2 separate regions of the Mus musculus genome follow, and region 2 is linked to region 1. Evidence: chromatin contacts called from public promoter capture Hi-C data. All regions are on one chromosome and are shown on one strand. Each heading gives the region's core, a stretch centred on a gene start, on an enhancer-like site or on the middle of the called end of the contact. The rest is flanking DNA. Distances are from core to core; before and after follow the strand shown. Region 1 overlaps Gm14344 (a long non-coding RNA gene). Region 2 holds the start of Chrna4 (cholinergic receptor, nicotinic, alpha polypeptide 4).

Region 1 (5,442 bases), core at 446-2,945:
ATCTGCAGCTCCCTCCCTGCCCCCCCAAGTCTGGATTCATGGAGAGGGCCCAGAGCCCACACTTTGCTCAGTGTTTTGGTGGTACCTTTATTTGAGTGCACTTAGAAAAATATTTAAATGAGGATACAGACCCTATATGTTGTAGCACAAGCAGCCCTAAGCTGTCTGGGTGGTGGCTTATCCATAGTTAAGACCAGTTGGGCTCAGAAAAGGCTGGAAGGCTTGTGTGTTAGTAGCCAGCATGGTTGTACTGGCCACAGAGATCCTGCCTACTGGTGTGTGCTAAGGTCAATTCTCACCCCAGTTAGGCTCTCACTCCTGAGCATGCACGGTTCTGGCGATGTGTCCCTCATCAGTGTCCTTGGAGTAGAAATCAGTAGGTTTCTATGGAGTTATGTGAAGGTGTCTAAATGCATACATGTGAGCTTACGTGCGGGTGTCTGAGTCCACACATATGAAGATGTGAAGGTGCCTGAGTGCACGTGTGAGCATGAGTACATGTAAATGCACATGTAAGCATGGGTGTGTAAGTGTATAAGCATGCAGAGGCCACTGTGCATGAGTGTTCACACAAACCCCAGCAGACCCTTTATCCTCCTCTTTGCCTCTCTTTAGGGCATAGAAGACACAGCTTGGAAGGGGCAGTGTTGACAAGGATCAAAGTGTCCCACGCATTCTCAGGAAGCGAGAATGCGTGGGACACGTGGTTAATGCACAAGTGGGGCTCCAGGCTCCTTGAAGGACAAGCAGACAAAGCCTTTTTATGCCTGAGAGCCCCACTGATGTGCACTGGAAGGAGAAGGCATTTGTCACCCATTGTCACGTGGCAGGGTCATATACTACTCTTCAACAGAGGGCAGAACCGAACGAAGCATTGCTTGATATAAATTAGGCTTAACTACCAGGTACATCTTTAAACTCTGGTTGCTATTCACATTGCAGCCCAGATGAGTCTGTGAAGCTTGTGGGTGGAGATGCTGCACAGCATCAGCATTGATCCACTGGAGTGCTTCTCTAGGGATTGGAGGGGGCTTCCCAAGGCCAGCCATTCCTGCCCCATGTGGTCTACATGGGACCAGCCACAGGCCAGGCTTAGTTTCCCTTTCTGCTTGGATCTCTAACCAGACCCTCCTCCTGTAGTGCTAAACAAATTGCTTTCTTGATGCCAGTAAGCATCTTTGTAAAGAATGGTATTGAGCCCCAGGAGGGAAAGTGCTCTCCAAGTACATCCAGACAGCTGTGGCCTTGACCACTAACCCTGAGATTTGAGTCTAAGAATGTCATGCAAGGCTTTAGTCATCCCAAAATAAGCACACATCTGGGAGCTATGGTGCTTAGGACTGTCATGGTGGTCTTCTGTTCCTTGTGTAGCTCTGGGCATACCTTGTCCCAGATGTGAACTCCTGTTCATGGCTAACATCTTTCAATACTGTTGCATGATACTTGCTTTGCATGTTTTGTAAAACAACAACCTCTGGGTTTGTTTTTCCAAAATACAAAATAAAGATGGAGGAATGAAGATACAGAGGAACCTTGAAACTACAGCCTGCAACCCCTACCTAAGGTACAGGTTCTGTTATATCTGAGCTGCTGTGACCTGCAGCTAGCCTCTCTTGCTATATAGGCAGGAGCTCCTGCTGGCTGGCCTCTGTTCACCCTGAGTATCCTGGGAGGGAGGATGAGGGTGATAACTAGCTTGTATGGGAGGAGGGGTCCTCAATTTGCATTTCAATGGTTTCTCATTAATCCACCTGCATGCACATGAGTGTGAGCTTGCGCGCGCATGAGCACACACACACACACACACACACACACACACACACACACACACACGAACACATACACTCCATTTCTATGCTGTGCAAGGCATAATTTCAGCAGCTTCAGAAATAAAAGGGGACAAAGGGTATTGTTCTTCCCAATCTACAGATGTTTACTCTGCCCCCCTCTATTTCCACTTCTGTCTAGTCAGTGACGACATAAACATGGCGTGTCTCCTCGGTGTCTCCAAAGGGCTTTGTTTTCTGGGACAGGAGCCTATTATGATGTCACGCGGCGGGACAGTAATGACGCCCCCGTGAGACAATGGGGAGACCTATTGTGAGGCAGGCAAAGGAGGAGGCTTCGAAGAAGGAGGGGGAGCAGGATCTTTTGGAGGAGAAAGAAAGAAAGAAAGAAAGAAAGGCTGGGGGTAGGCAAAGTAGCCCACTGACCACATGCTTGGTGGCAGGGGGTTATTGAGGGAGGAGGTGGGCTGAAAGACAGGACATCAGCAGCCTTTGGCTCCTCCTCTTGAGACAGGGTGTCAGGTGGGGATTCGTGCTGCACAGCTGCTCCCGGCACCCCGGGAATCCACTCAGCAGGTGGGGTGGAGACGGGGCTGGATGGAGACATACAGCAGCCGCATAGGCAGGCATGCGGCAGTCTTTTGTGGAGACTTTGAGGAGACTCCAGGATGATCGTAATAAGAGATCTTTTCTTTGTGGGTGCAGAAACAATCTGAAAAGGAAAAAAAGAAAAAGAAAGAAAGAATGAAAAGAAACTTTCGCATAAGACCAAAGCCTTGCAAGAGGAAGAGGGCCACATGCTGTGTGGTACAGAATAGGGTATGGATTAGCTCCTACCACAAGCCAGTGAGAAGAGGAGAAGAGGCACCAGTCAGCAGGAAGAACAAGAGAAGAGAAGATGGAGAATCAGGCAGCTGGGTAGAAACTTACAGAGACCCAAAATAACCTGCAGCACTAGTGCAGAAATCTTAGGCTTTTTTTTTTTTTTTTTTTTAAATATCTGAGAGAATATACAGAAAGCAATGAAGGAAAGAACAGGATCGGGAATACCATTTACAATGTCACTCAGATATACAGCGTAGAGCTAATACAACAAACAGTACATCAGTGGAAAATACCAGCAGCACCCACCCCCCGCAAAAAAAAAAAGGCAGCAAAAAAATCTGGGTATAAAGGCGAGAGATTATACTGTGGTCAGACTTAATTGTAGATGGAAATCAATAGCAAAAGCCCAATGAGTAATGATATAATTGGGGAACAGGTTTATGATGGCTATTCTTGAGTCTACAATCCAGGGCACACCTGAGAGAAATATTCTGTCTGGTCTTAAGTGGGTGAATCCAGTTCTAGTCCAGACCTTTGAGATAAGAAGACATATCTGATCCAGATCTTGAGTCCGGAAGACGCACCTTTAATCTGAGCCACACCTTCAGCTGGAAGCCTACAAAAGGACAAGGAAAAGACAGCTTCTGCTTTTTGCCTGCTTGCCCTTGCCTTGCTGACACGCCCGCTCTTTCCCTCAAATTGGAGCCTACTTTCTCTGGATTCCAGTGCGTACAGAAGATCAACAACTACTAGATTTTTGAACTCTCTCTTCACAGCTAGCGATTGTTGGATTAGTTGGACTGCAGCCTGTAAATCATTCTAATCGATTGCCTTTATATCTATTTACTAGAACATTATGTATACATGTATACACATTCATTTCATATACATATTTATTAATCCTGACTAATGCAGGGAAGTAAGATATATACAGGCGACAGATACTTTGAAAACCTATTTTTTAAGTGACTGTTAGACTGTGGAGAGTAGCTGGACATCCTGGAGGACCAGATGAATATTCACACCAGTGGGTGGACAGAGATGCTATGAAGGCATAGTGATTGAGAATCTAAGGACTCCTGAGGATGGATTAGACAGGTAGAAATGGAGAGGGACATTCAGGCGATCAGGAGTATGCCTGAGAACACGGAGGAGGACCCAAAGCCCCCATGCTATAGTCTCAGAGGAAAGGATAGCCTCCACGGTGTTGGTCCCATGTGGGAACAAATTAAACTGAACTATTCAACCCCCACCCAATCATCTTTAGGGATTTGATTCAGTCAAATATGACCGTGAATCCAAAGCACCCAAAGATGATGTGGAAGGTCTTCTCCTCATGTTGAGAAAGAGGGACAGAGTGGCAGCCATAGTGAAGAGACTGGAAGAGTCATGGCCAAAGATGTCTCGAGAAGCAAACAATTGGATTTCAAAAACCTCAGGAGAGGGTGGGCATGGAGGTATATACAAGTGTTTCCAGCTACTAGAAAAGCTGAGGCACAAGGGTTATTTAAGTTCAGGGGTTTGAAGACCGGACAATAGAGCAAGACATTGTTTGGAAGAAGGAGAAAGAGGAAGAAAGAAAGAAGCTCACAGAGGTGGGATCCAGAACAGAAAGACTGGAAGTCAGGAAGGCGACACCATAGGAAAGTAAGCAAAGCCGAGGCCACATCTCCTCAGGAGGAGACAGCATGATGCTACCTCAGGGTGGAAGAACTCTGTCCTCAGAACCTGACACCCTCACAAAATTAGGCCTGCTAACACTCCATTTTGCATGTGGGGGAGAGCTCACAGGCCTATTGATGTGGATCACAAGTCCCCTCTCCTACCATAAGTGGCCCAGGCTACTGTAAGTAATTCTAATTAAATGCACTAACTCACTAAGCTGGGTGAAATTGCTTCCTGGGTTCTCACTGGTGTGTTATCTGGGGTTAATAGGTTTGTTCATGTGTGTGGAGGTTGAATAAAATCTGTCCCCATAGGCTCATGTGTTTGCATACTTTATCCTGTTGCTGGTGACTTTTGAGGAGGTTACAGAACCTCCAAATAGTATGACTACTTTTTTTTAAATTCAGTGATCCTTTTGGCTGCACAGGCATGAAGACTCCTGTTCCCTTGTTTGGACTGGGCGAAGTAATTGGAGATCTTAAACTGAAAGGCAGTTTTCTGCTCTATTTATGGTACATTTTGGTGCACATGTGTTCAAAATGCACATAAATGTGAATGGCACCTATTAATCTGGGGCATGCACAAGTGTGTGAGAAAGAGTTTGGAGATGACAGACACTTGGGGCAAAGCCAGCTCATTTAGGAATGCTTCAGCCCTGGCCAGCAGGACCTCCCCGCTCTGACTTTCCTCTTGATGACTGATCTGAGCTGGCTGCTTCCATGTGGGATCCGTTTTTTCTTGACCCTAGAGGTCTTGGGACCCTTGATCTCTTTTCCTCAGCTTAATCTTTCTCCTCTCCATTCCCAAAGGCTCCACCTCAGACAGACATGCTTGCCTGACCCGTCCAGCAGGTCCAGTTATTCGAGGATCTCGAGGGGACCTCCTCCTAATAACCAAATGGGGGGTAGAGAGAGACGAGGGTCTTGTACGAATAACGACACGGAAACCGTTCTGAAGTTGTATCAAGACCCCAAAATGTATTAGCCAGGCCCAAGGTTTAAAAGCACAAGCAAAGGGGGAAGTACAGATACTTATCAGTGGGAGGGGTAGGGCAATACAAGCAAAAGGAGAAGTATTTATCAGTGGGGGGGGGCAATAGAATTGCACATTCTTAGGCAGTTACACGGGGAAGCAGGAACTTGGTGGTATCAGGGTGTGGTCAGGA
Region 2 (5,520 bases), core at 128-2,627, 180 kb before region 1:
AGCGTAGGCAGATGGCTCCTGTGACCTGGAGGAGTCTGAAGGTTCCAGAGCAGGTATGTGACATATGTATTCACTGTAGGCCAGCAGGCAAGAGAGCTAGGTACACTACTGTTGGAGGGGCATACAGAGGAGGGGGGTGGAGCAAGGTAGGGAGATGGGAAAGAGGAGGGTAGGCATGGGAGCCCTGTACTGTTGGGGTTGGGGGGTCGGTACGGAAGGTCAAAGGGACAGTCAACCTCAGAGCCACCATGTCTGGGAACAGAGAGGTATGTGCTATAGGGACAGGGACAGCACTTTCTTGCCTTCAACTTCAGGATTGTCTCCATCTTGGGGCTTGGAGTCAACGGCAGAGTCTCTGGGACAAGGCATGGTTGGGATCTGGCTTTTGGTGTTGGACAGGGTTTCTTTCTTCTTGGGAACCCGTTGTCTCTCCTTCCATCACCTGCTGCTTAGATGCCCCCTCCCTCTCGCACCTCCCCCCCAGCCTCCCCCCCGCCCCCCCGCGTGCCACCAAAGCACTCTAGGAACCAAAGTACTCGAGCACCTTCTCCTTAGTGGCATCCCTCAGGACCATCCCTAGCACCCTACAGCTTGTCTCCAAGCACCTCTCCTCTCTGGCCAGTAGCTCGCTGCCCACAGAGCTGGGGTAGGGAACTGCTTTCATGCTGACAGTTTACCGAGAAGGCAGGGGCAGAGAATCTGCACGCTTAAAAAGGACAAAGATGGACCTTGGTCCCTAGCTGGCCCTGCGAAGGTCTGGATACCAGGTTCTTCTCACTAAAAAGGTGACACGGGGCCTGGGCGTCACAGGATGATTCTTGGACTTGCGGTGCAGGAGGAGGGCGGAAGGCTGATGGGGAGTGGGTTCTTTCCTCTCAGGGTTGGGCTAAGGAAGGAGACTTGTTATTTCTAAAATGCAAACAGTCACGCCAAGGAGGGGTGAAGTGATGGAGTTAGCCAGTGCCCAACAGGGCGCCCTCCTCGCGCGCACAGTCCCTGAATGCGCACCCGCAGTCTTCACGCTGCCGGCAGGGTTAGGGCTGGAGACCAGGGTTAGGGGCTCATTTCCAAAAGGCGCCGAGATGACTGGAATGACCACGGAGTCCCCAGCCCCTCCCGGCATGTCGGGAGCCTCAGGAGGACAAGGAAACTTTACCCCCACAAGGGGCAGAGCACGGCCTCCACATACCCTCGGGGCCCGGTCCGCCCCCTCCTCCCGCTCTCTCCCTCCTCCCTTCAGTCCCTCCCCCTCCTCCCCTCTCGCCGGCGGCTGGAGGCTGCAGGTCCGGGCGGGGCCGCGCCGCGGAGCCCACAACCTCGAGCTCCCGCCCCGCCGCCGCACCCCGCGGGACGAGCTGCGGAGCCCGGTTTGGGGACGAGCGGCCGCGACACGGGGCATGAAGTTGGGTGCGCGCGGGTCTCGGAGCGGAGGCGCGGTACTGCCGGGAGCCGCCCTCGTCTAGAGCCCGTTCTGTGAGCCATGGAGATCGGGGGCTCCGGGGCGCCGCCGCCGCTGCTGCTCCTGCCGCTCCTGCTGCTCTTAGGGACCGGCCTCTTGCCTGGTAAGTTTCGAAACGCGAAACGGGCCTTTTTCTCCCGGGTCCTGGCACCTAGGACTCCGGGGCTAGGGGAGAGGAGGCCCGGGGCTGCGGTTCCAAGCCGCGGGTGCGAGCAACGGGATAGCCACAGAGACTCCTCCACCCACTACAGCTTCGATGTCCTGCAGTGCTAGCTGAGCCAGAGAGGAAGGAATCAGCCTCCAAGTGCTGGGAGAGGGGGTTTGAGTAAAGGCGGGGGGGGGGGTGGTCTGACTGCATTTCGGAGCTGGAATCAGAACCTCCAAGTAGGATAGAGGTGGAGTCCACCTAGGAGGGAGGTTCCATCCAGCCAAATCTCGCCTTCAGACCGCCCCCATGTCTGTCCCTGTTTTCAGGGATCTACCCCTACCACCCCCCGGAGTTCCACCCTACCCTTTCTGCTCCCCCAGGCTTCCTCCACCTCTCTTCCTCTGAGCGGACACCTTTCACTCTAACCCGTGATGGGGCTTCCTGCAGTTATTTAATCCTGGCCTTCCCACTGAGCAGAGGGGTTATGCCTTACTGGTCGGTTCAAGACACCAGGAAGAATGAGGTTGAGGTGGGGAGGCTGGGGGGGGGGGGACTCTAGGAGTCCTCTCCTAAGGAGTTCCCATGTCTCTCAGGTGAGCAAGAGCCAGTAGACAGCAGAGGCTCCCCTCTTTCTTCCCAACCCCCTCTTTTGATGCAGCAACCCAGCAAATGGAGGTAGGGAGGCCCCCTAGCCACGTAGGGGGCCAATGGAGAGGACACAGATGGGCTGCTGGCTGGTGGAATGAGGGGGCACCCTCTTCATGAAGCAGTGTGGCGCTTATCCATGGAATCTTATATCCGTCTATGAACACAAGGTCCTGGCAGCCCCGAGGCTCTGCGTTCATTGTCAGGCTGTACCCTAGAAGCCCAGGCAGCAGGACCACTCCTGTGGACAGAGGCTCAAGCTCCTGCAGCCATGAGATGTGGTGCACAGTCCTCTTTCATTCACCACCACCACCCATCCTAGCTGCCCCATACACCTTCTGCCACCCAGCCCCACCCCCCAACCCCTGCTGTCCCTTTACATCCTTTGTCTCTGCCGGTCACTGGAGATAGGGCACTTCCATCCAAAGTGATTGTCTGCAGGGGAGCTCTACCCCATTAATTCAGTGTTCACTATGTCAGTTGTCTTGTTTTCCTGGTGGAGTGCAGGAGGGCCTGATCCATTCATTCTTGGGGCCCTGGAAAGGCTTCCTTGAGGGGAGGAGTGGAGGTGCGGGGGGGGGGGGGGGACGACGACGACAAGGCAGCATGCCCAGGGGCCTGAGGTGGAAGAGAAATCAGAAGGAAGGGCTGTGATGGCATGGGGTCTGGTGTGGGGCTAGAGCAGCAGCTTCTGTGGTCACCTGTCCTTAAACTTTCTGCCTCCCCCACAGCTAGCAGCCACATAGAGACCCGGGCCCATGCGGAGGAGCGGCTCCTGAAGAGACTCTTCTCTGGCTACAACAAGTGGTCTCGGCCAGTAGCCAATATCTCAGATGTGGTCCTTGTCCGCTTTGGCTTGTCGATTGCTCAGCTCATTGATGTGGTAGGTATGGGGATGCCCTGGTGTTACATAGGACAATGGGGTCACCCTGCTGGAGTTATCACACTGAGACTCCATGTGGCTGGGTTCAACCAAGGTTGCCAGCAAAATGTCATCCTGAGCCTCAGCAGGTGCTCAGCACCGGGGAAGGGAGGTGAGCACTGTAGCTCTGGACCTGTTCACAGGAAAGCTAGTGGCCATGCTTCCTAAAGTAACCAGAACACCTTTTGGAGTAAAGACCAGGAAAAGGCTTCTGTGGGTATAGGAGGGCCAGTTCCCTCCTCAGCAGCTAGGCTGTGGAAACTTTGGTTGTGGCATCCTTTGAGTGGCCACTGTGGTACACTGGGGGGCAGGCACGATGATCTCAGATCAGATTCCAGAGGCCGCCAAGTACAACCAGTGTGGAAAGCGGGGCTTGGGTGAATTGCAGACAGGTCCTGCTTATCTGCATGTGTTCATTTCCCTAGTGAAAGTCTAGGAAGACTTCTGGGAGGACGTGTGTGAGCTAGGCAGCGAACTTCCTCCAAGAAATCCTGGAGGAAGCACAGGAGACATGGTCCTGGCCCGGGGAAGTATACTGTAGGAAGCTGGTCTCACGTGAGGCTGAGTTGCTTTGTTAGGACCCAGCCTTTCCTGGCCAGGCTCAGCTGCTCCATGTCGGATTCGACCAGCCTTAGAGGAATTCAGCCATGGGTTAGTTCACACCTGTATTTCAGTACCACCCAGGGTTCTGCCCTGTTCCTGTTGGACCTCAGCATGGGTTCTCTCCTGGCTGGTAGAGTCATGCTGAGAAGACATGACCTTACCAGTGAGAGTAGTCAAAGGCCATCTGATTTAGTAACCTTGGGGTCTCCATACTGGGTTTTGCTGGGTTCAGGGACAGAGCCTGGGTTGGAGGAGAGAGACCTGTCCCTGCAGAGCCTTCAGTGCCCTAAAAGCCTGCCCCACACCCTGCTACAAGGGGAAGTGTTGGCTCAAGGCTGGCACTGAACATCTTGGGTGATTCTCGGCCATTACATGTGCTTTCCTGACAAGAGCTGAAAGCAACTATGCTATCTTTGACAGAGTCAGCAGCAGCCCAGGGCTTCAAGGCTGATGTGATTGAACACAGAGACCTTGCTAGTTGGCTCTACTCAGAGCCAGACATTAAGATTTCATTCTCAGAAGGGTCCAGTGTTTGCCCCCCAAAGTGGTTCCTACAGTGGCTCTGGCTGGGGGACATCAAGGACAGTGCAGGAAGTACAGGCCCCTCAACCTTGCTGAGGTTTGCAAACACAGTTACAAAGTAGTGTCTGGCAGAGGAGACTGTTGGTGGCAGCTCAAGGTTCTGGGGAGAACACCACCAGGTCTGCCTAAGGCAGTCAAGCTCAGTCTCATGCTCTCTGCCTCGGGAGACACTGAGGCCCAAAGTACACCCAGCATCAAGATTTCTGCGAGGGACCTGGCTCCCAGGCCTAATCACTGCCCCTGATCTAGCTAAGGCCACACATGAACACGTATACACACACATGCATATAGATAGCTCCTGGATCTGGTTTGAGGGTGTCCCAAAGTTTCACCCCCCACACTGCCAGGCACCTTGGAAATGCTGGTTCTAGGTTGGCACTGTACATATTGGAGGTTTGTGGCTACATCTGTGTAGAAAGATCTACCTTGTGTCTGGCCTGCTTTGCTTTCTTCCACTAAGGGTTGGGATCCAGGTGTCCTATCAGTCCCAGCCTGCCTGTGTCCCTTTGTGAGCTACCATATCTGCTACAGATGCCCTCTCTGAGGTCTGCATCCAGTAAATGCTTTGCTTGAATTCACACCCCAGTGTCAGCCGAGGAGAAGGCTACTGAATCCCTGGTGATTTCCTAACCCAATGCTGAGCCCTTGTGAAATGTGTTCCATGGCTCTACGACATGTCTGCCGCATCAAAGGCCCCCGAAGTGTGACGGCCACATGCAGCTGGAAGGGATATGCTAGGAAAGGAAGACCCAAGCATGCCACAGCCAGATCTGTTCTGATGACCCCGGAGGCCTTATGGGATGAATCAGACAGTCTTCCATTCCCAGCTTCCTTGGGTATGGGTCAAGGTCATGCAGGGAAGAGGTTGCTGCAGACTAGCTCGTGCAGAGATGAGCCGGCTCATGCAGGCAGCACAGGAAGCAGCAGCCTATTGACTGTTGTGCATTCTGTCTTCTCTCCCAGGGAGGGGACTTGGCCAGGCAACTGGGTGACCTTCCTAGGTGACTCTACTGGAGATGACCCAGGCCTGAGGCTGGGCATTCAGGGGGTGCAGCCTGCCCACACATGCCAGCCTATTAGGATTTTTGTGGGGCAGGAGTTATTCTTGGCAGGGCACTTGCTGGATGTCTTGGGATCTCCTTGGTTAGGTCCTCTGAGAAG

What was found. Promoter capture Hi-C pulls out the DNA fragments that hold promoters and counts their contacts.
Region 2: a contact with region 1 is called in a promoter capture Hi-C map of stem cell-derived epiblast-like cells, with 2.1 times the contacts expected there. The contact joins the promoter of Chrna4 here to the enhancer-like site in region 1. A contact is called at or near these places in 6 of 39 promoter capture datasets (the 3T3-L1 cell line, 3T3-L1-derived adipocytes, the HPC-7 cell line and 3 more) and 1 of 9 other capture datasets (liver).

What each region holds. Positions count from the first base shown.
Region 1 is chr2:180,851,729-180,857,170 of GRCm38.p6, reverse strand. It overlaps Gm14344 (a long non-coding RNA gene), which reads right to left. Exons shown (of 2, transcript XR_375444.3): 2 at 1,910-2,499. Among named protein-coding and RNA genes, the nearest start is that of Gm14342, 9.2 kb to the right of the region's middle. Within about 2 kb of position 1,695, at least 49 of the 459 cell types and tissues checked have an H3K27ac peak or open chromatin away from gene starts, as enhancers often do. A contact at or near this core is called in stem cell-derived epiblast-like cells, where this site is marked.
Region 2 is chr2:181,035,034-181,040,553 of GRCm38.p6, reverse strand. It overlaps Chrna4 (cholinergic receptor, nicotinic, alpha polypeptide 4), which reads left to right and starts at 1,377. Exons shown (of 6, transcript NM_015730.5): 1 at 1,377-1,562; 2 at 2,984-3,135. The coding sequence starts at 1,481.